Regions from separate parts of the Ovis aries genome. Here region 2 is linked to region 1. The links are chromatin contacts, called in public Hi-C maps. All regions are on one chromosome and are shown on one strand. The core of a region is the stretch at or near the end of the contact, and the rest is flanking DNA. Distances in the headings are between cores, read along the strand shown. Region 1 holds the start of FADS1 (fatty acid desaturase 1). Region 2 has its middle 25 kb from the start of FADS2.

Region 1 (2,738 bases), core at 122-2,621:
ATATTAAAGCTGAAACCCCAGTACTTTGGCCACCTCATGCGAAGAGCTGACTCATTGAAAAAGACTCTGATGCTGGGAGGGATTGGGGGCAGGAGGAGAAGGGGACGACCGAGGATGAGATGGCTGGATGGCATCACCGACTCGATGGACATGAGTTTGAGTGAACTCCGGGAGTTGGTGATGGACAGGGAGGCCTGGTGTGCTGCACTTCATGGGGTCACAAAGAGTCGGACACGACTGAGCAACTGAACTGAACTGAATGTTCACAACGTACTAAAAACAGTGCCTGGCACATAGTACGTGCTTTGTAAATTGCTTTCTGAATAAATAAAATTTAACACATGAACTGAACTTCTTCATAACTCTAACAGCTTCTTGACTGCCCCCCGGCCTCTCAACCCGGAAGCTTCTGTGTTCTTTTTCACCTTTTTGGAAAGCTCAGAGCTCCAAGCCCCTAAGCTACCTAAAGGCCTCCTGCAGCTCCCAGGTGCCTCCAGGCATCTTCCTGATGCCTCAACAGGAAGGTCCAGGCTTTTCACTCAGGGCCTCCCAGAGACTCGGAGATGCTAGGCCACTTCCTTTTATTTAAGGATGGCAGTTAATTGGGAAAATAAAAAAAAAAGAAAACAACAAGCGAAAAAGGCAAACAGGTTTATAACATTTGTAGGGCATTTTTAATGTTATACTGAGCACAGTAAAGCATTAACCATTCCCACCCACCTCCAGAGCCAACACCCCATAATTATGCTTTTGCAAGATACCCGCCAAAGGTTCTGACTCTTTCATTCCAGTCACTCAACCGGTGGGGCTACATGCGGAGAAGGCGGGAGAATTCATCAGGTCACGGTCTGGAACAAGCGAGGATGCCCCCACTCTAAAGACGAGGCCCCTGGGACAGCCCCCTCCACAGCCACTCGCCAAATCCCCCAACCTTCAACCCTGTAGGCATGGCAGGCCTCCTTGGCAACTAGGCCCGCCCTTCATCCACACTCACCAGGCTCAGCCTCTGCCCACTGCCCTCCACCCTGGCCGAGCCCACCTTACCCTAGAGGCCTAGGGCGCCCGCGCACTCGGTGGCCCCCTCCCCGAGCCGGGCCCCGCACCCAGAAATCTTCACAGGAACCGTTATCCAGTCTGCGGCACCCCCTGTGAGCGAAAGGCGCGAGTCGAAAAGTGGGATTCGGCGGCGACCCCAACAAGGTGCCCGCAAGGGGGCGCGCGTCCCGGCCCGCCGCCCTCCTGCCACGACCCTCCCAAAGCGCACGCCCGAGCGGGGCCGGCGGGGAGGCGGGGACTTGCTCCCCGCGCCACGCGGCTCGACCAATAGGAGCGCGCGCAGCAGGGCTCGGCGCCAACACCCCTCAGTGGCTGAAAAACTGGTGCGCGAGCCGCGGGGGTCGGGACGCGCACCAGCGAGCCCGCTACCGGAGCTTGCGAGGCCGGCGCGCGCTACTCCGCGGGTCCTGTGCGCGCGCCTGACCGCAGCCACTCAGCCGGCCCGCGTGCCCGGCCCCGATGGCCCCCGAGACCCCAGCCCAGGGGCCGACCCCGCGCTATTTCACCTGGGACGAAGTGGCCCAGCGCTCTGGACGTGAAAAAGAGCGGTGGCTCGTGATTGACCGAAAGGTGTACAACATCAGTGAATTCGTCCGTCGGCATCCCGGGGGCTCCCGGGTCATCAGCCACTACGCGGGGCAGGATGCCACGGTGAGCACTGCCAGACGGGGGCACCGGAGGAGGCGGGACCGGACGGCTAGAGCTGGAGGCTCAGCGTGCGAGACAGGAAGTTTGGCAGTCGTGGCTGAACACTCTCTAGTTCTGGGGAAAGCCGGGAGGCGCAGGAGCGTACCTGTTGCTGGGTGACTGGGTGTGCTGCCAAATCGGGATGCAAGGGCAGGAGAGGCGGTGAAAAAGGGGAGTCTGGGGAGTAGGGACGGAGGCTGGCAATGTGCACGCACAGACAAAGGGCCGCGCCACCGCTCTGTGGGCTCTGTTTGCGGCCCGGAATCTGCTGTCTCGAAGCGTGGGCAGGCCGGGGAGCAGGGCTAGGAGGGAGAAGAAGCTCCGGGGCGCGGGGCTCCCCGACGGCGGACCTGTCGAGACCGAGGGAGGAGGGGTCAGTGGCGGGGAGAGGGATTCTTGATCTGTCTGGGTGGCTGGCAGGGAAGCGCAGCGGCGTCTGGACCGAGCGTGCCTGGCTAGGCTGGCGAGTGGAGGCAGGACGGAGAACTGAGTTGGGGGAAAGCCACCTGGCGTCCGCTGTCTTGGGAACCCCTGCACAGGGTGAAGACGAGAGAGGGGATGGGACAGCACTGGCCAGAGACGCCTAGCACCTGCTCGTGCCCAGGGAGGAATGGGGCCATTGTGCGGAAGGTGGGGAGCCTGCACCAGCATACACCTAGCTAGGACACGAGAGCAGTCCTGGAATCCCGTGGGGAGGTCACTCAGCCTCAGTCCAGCAGGGTCTCCAGCTATTCGCCACAGCGGACGGCTGTTTGCACTCCTGGGCTCTAAGCCCGGTGCTGGTGGCATCCCTCCCTCGGGCCAGCGCGCTCTCCAGCCCCGATTCTGCCGCTTCCCTCTCCAGACAATCTGCTAGCACCTCCCTTCAGAGTTCTAGAGCTGGGGAGGGGGGCGGGGCGGGGGGTACTCCTTGGGACCCAGAGGTTGGAGCTTTTGCTTCGCTGAGTCCTCTCACCCTATATCCTTCGCCTGGCGCCGCGACCTCTGCTACTGTT
Region 2 (2,738 bases), core at 117-2,616, 70 kb before region 1:
TGGTTCTTAGCGTATTCTGTGACAGGTACCCTTCCAGACAATGGAAACAGGAAAACAAATGTCAGCCCCATTTACAGTCCGGATCCCCCATTGGTACGATGAGGAGAGGTTAAATGATCTTTAAGATCTCAGCTAGAGAAGGAAATGGAACCCCACTCCAGTATTCTTGTCTGGAGAATCCCATGGACAGAGGAGCCTGGCGGGCTACATGGGGGCTACATGGGGGCTACATGGGGTCACAAAGAGTCGAACACGACTGAAGTGACTGAGAATGCAAGATCCCAACGGTTCCACCAAATCTCTGATCAGAAGAGCCCCCAGTGAAGGTACTTGCAGCCACTCACTGTACATGCCATGGACTTATGGAGCCATTCCCCTGGGACAGGGCTCGGTAGATGGAGAAGCACCCGGGAGTCAAGCTTTCTGTTGCTAAGGTTATGTCTGCCCAGGGCTGAAAGAAAGACCTTTGAGCTCTGTCCACTGTTAGCTCAGCCAATCAACCACATGTTAATTTTTCTTTAATCCTGAGGTCAAAGGCCTTCCATGCTGTGTGTGGGAGGTGGGAGGCACAAATCCAACTATTAGTGGTGAAGGACTAACGTTTCAAAACAAATTTCTAATCCATCACAGATCTATGCTTTCATAAAATACAATAAAAATGAATCATTAGAGTAATGAAAGCCAAACCACCCAGTATCCAGGAGGAGAATGCTTTAGAATTAGAGATAGTAGGCACAAAGTTCTTCCATCAAATTGCTATAAACATCTATAAGTTGTTGCTGTTCTTGTTTAGTTGCTAAGTTGTGTCTGCCTCTTTTGCAACTCCGTGGACTGTAGCCCACCAGGTACCTGGGAAATCCAGGGAATTTCCCAGGCAAGAATACTGGAGTAGGTTGCCATTTCCTTCTCAGGGGATTGTCCTGACCCAGAGATCGGACCCAAGTCTCCTGTGTTTCCTACACTGGCAGGCGGGTTCTTTACCGCAGAGCCACCAGGGGAGCCCAAGCATTTCTAAATGCCAGGGCATGGACAGGCATCAAACCAAATCATGGCTGGTGAGGCTTCAGAGACACCCGGGGCGCATGACTGGTTCCCCAGTTCTCCTGGGTAGAGGTTCTTAGGGGAGGCTCCCTGCTCGTCCGGTGCAGAACAAGGAAAGGAAGCCTTGCAATCATCACTCTGCAAAGCCTTGCAATCATCACTCTATGACCTTGCTTCCAGTAGGACCTGTCCGGTCTCTGGTTTCTCACCTGTAAGATGGAACGCTGTCAGAATCGTAAAGGCTGACTGTGCAGACCAGCTGAGCCCAACTGGGATTTGGCTGCGGCTGCTGCTGTACTGCTGCTTTTACTGATGAGTCAGTGAAAGAGCTCATTAAAGAATGTATCTGGGGAGGCTTGAGGGCAGCACATAACTGGGGGTGTCTTGCTCAACCTGGGCTCACTTGGCTGAAGAATTTTTTTTGGCTGTACCAAGTGGCATGTGGGATCCTGTTTCCCAACCAGGAACTGAACGGGTGCCCCCCGCATTGCGAGCACTAAGTCTTAATCACTGGACTACCAGGGAATTCCCTGAAGGATGTTTTCATGGGATCTCTCTGGGATTTAAGGTGGCCATGCAGCCACCAGCCGGGGGACACAGAGGGATGGAAAGTGGTGAAGCATGCACCTCCTTTCCGTGAGCACCCTTTGGGGCCATCAGGTCCAGCTACTTCGGGAGCATGGGAAGGTGACCTTGGAAAGCACAGGGTCTTCTGCAACACTGGGTGGCCACCAGGCAAGTTCTTTCAAGCAGCCAAAGTGGGCAGGTCAGAGAGTCACAGGAGCTACTCTCTGGTCCTGTAATAAGTGAGGAGGCTTTGATCTCAGCAGGGCAGGATCACTGCCAAGGAGACAAAAATTGCCTTCTTGGGGGCTGAAAAAAAATCTTACTCTTTCTATATATAAACACAGAGAGACAAGCACAGGGAACTCTGCTCCATACTCCATGGCAGTCTGGATGGGGGGGAAGTCTGTGGAAGAATGGCTACGTGTATATGTTTGGTTGGGTCCCTTTCCTGTTCGCCCGAAACCATCACAACATTGTTAAACAGCTATTCTCCAACATAAAAAAGTTAACAGACAAAAATAAACATAGATATACAAACAATAAGTAGACAGTCATCTATGGTATTAAACTTTCTAGATGGGATATGATTTGGGGATAACTGTCTAAAACGGATCCTTAGGGGCATGAGAATTAAATAAGGGTTTGCACATACTAACCTGGAGAGTCCAAAGTCCTGCCATCATGTAGACTGATGCAGTGAGCCGTGGACTCCACTCAGATCTACACACCCAGGTCCCACTACTCGTAACAAGAAACCCCAAACTCCTGAGCACCCCGCAAACAGGGCCATCCCAGGAGCCTTCCCAGGCTGTTCCCATGTCTGCCACCCTTGAGCAAAGCCTTTGCAAAGGCCTCATGCAAAGCTTTGATTCATCTACCAGCCACTCTGGCTCGCAGAGGCCTCGAGCTTTCTTGCATTGTAAGAAGCTGCCAGCTCACCCCCAGGGCGCTGCAGGAGAAGATTTACGAGGTCTGGCACAGGCTGGTTGTCTCTCACAAGTGAAGTCCCTGCTCTAATGCCAGCTTCCAGCAGGATGTTCCAGACACATTAGCTGAATGGGGAACTCTTCCCTGCCCCCACGCTCTCCCCAGAATCCTGTCCCATGGAGAGCCTGTCTGTAGCTGCAGCA

What was found. Hi-C and Micro-C count contacts between places; a contact is called where the count stands out from the background.
Region 2: a contact with region 1 is called in a Hi-C map of liver, with 3 times the contacts expected there. The contact joins the enhancer-like site here to the promoter of FADS1 in region 1. A contact is called at or near these places in 2 of 16 Hi-C or Micro-C datasets (liver and skin fibroblasts).

Annotation. Positions count from the first base shown.
Region 1 is chr21:36,813,346-36,816,083 of ARS-UI_Ramb_v3.0, reverse strand. FADS1 (fatty acid desaturase 1) reads left to right here and starts at 1,371. Exons shown (of 12, transcript XM_004019593.6): 1 at 1,371-1,707. The coding sequence starts at 1,516. LOC132658370 (a long non-coding RNA gene) reads right to left here. Exons shown (of 3, transcript XR_009597942.1): 1 at 2,699-2,738; 2 at 1,563-2,093; 3 at 652-1,146.
Region 2 is chr21:36,882,884-36,885,621 of ARS-UI_Ramb_v3.0, reverse strand. No RefSeq gene overlaps it. Among named protein-coding and RNA genes, the nearest start is that of FADS2, 25 kb to the left of the region's middle. Within about 2 kb of position 1,366, at least 5 of the 54 cell types and tissues checked have an H3K27ac peak or open chromatin away from gene starts, as enhancers often do. A contact at or near this core is called in liver, where this site is marked.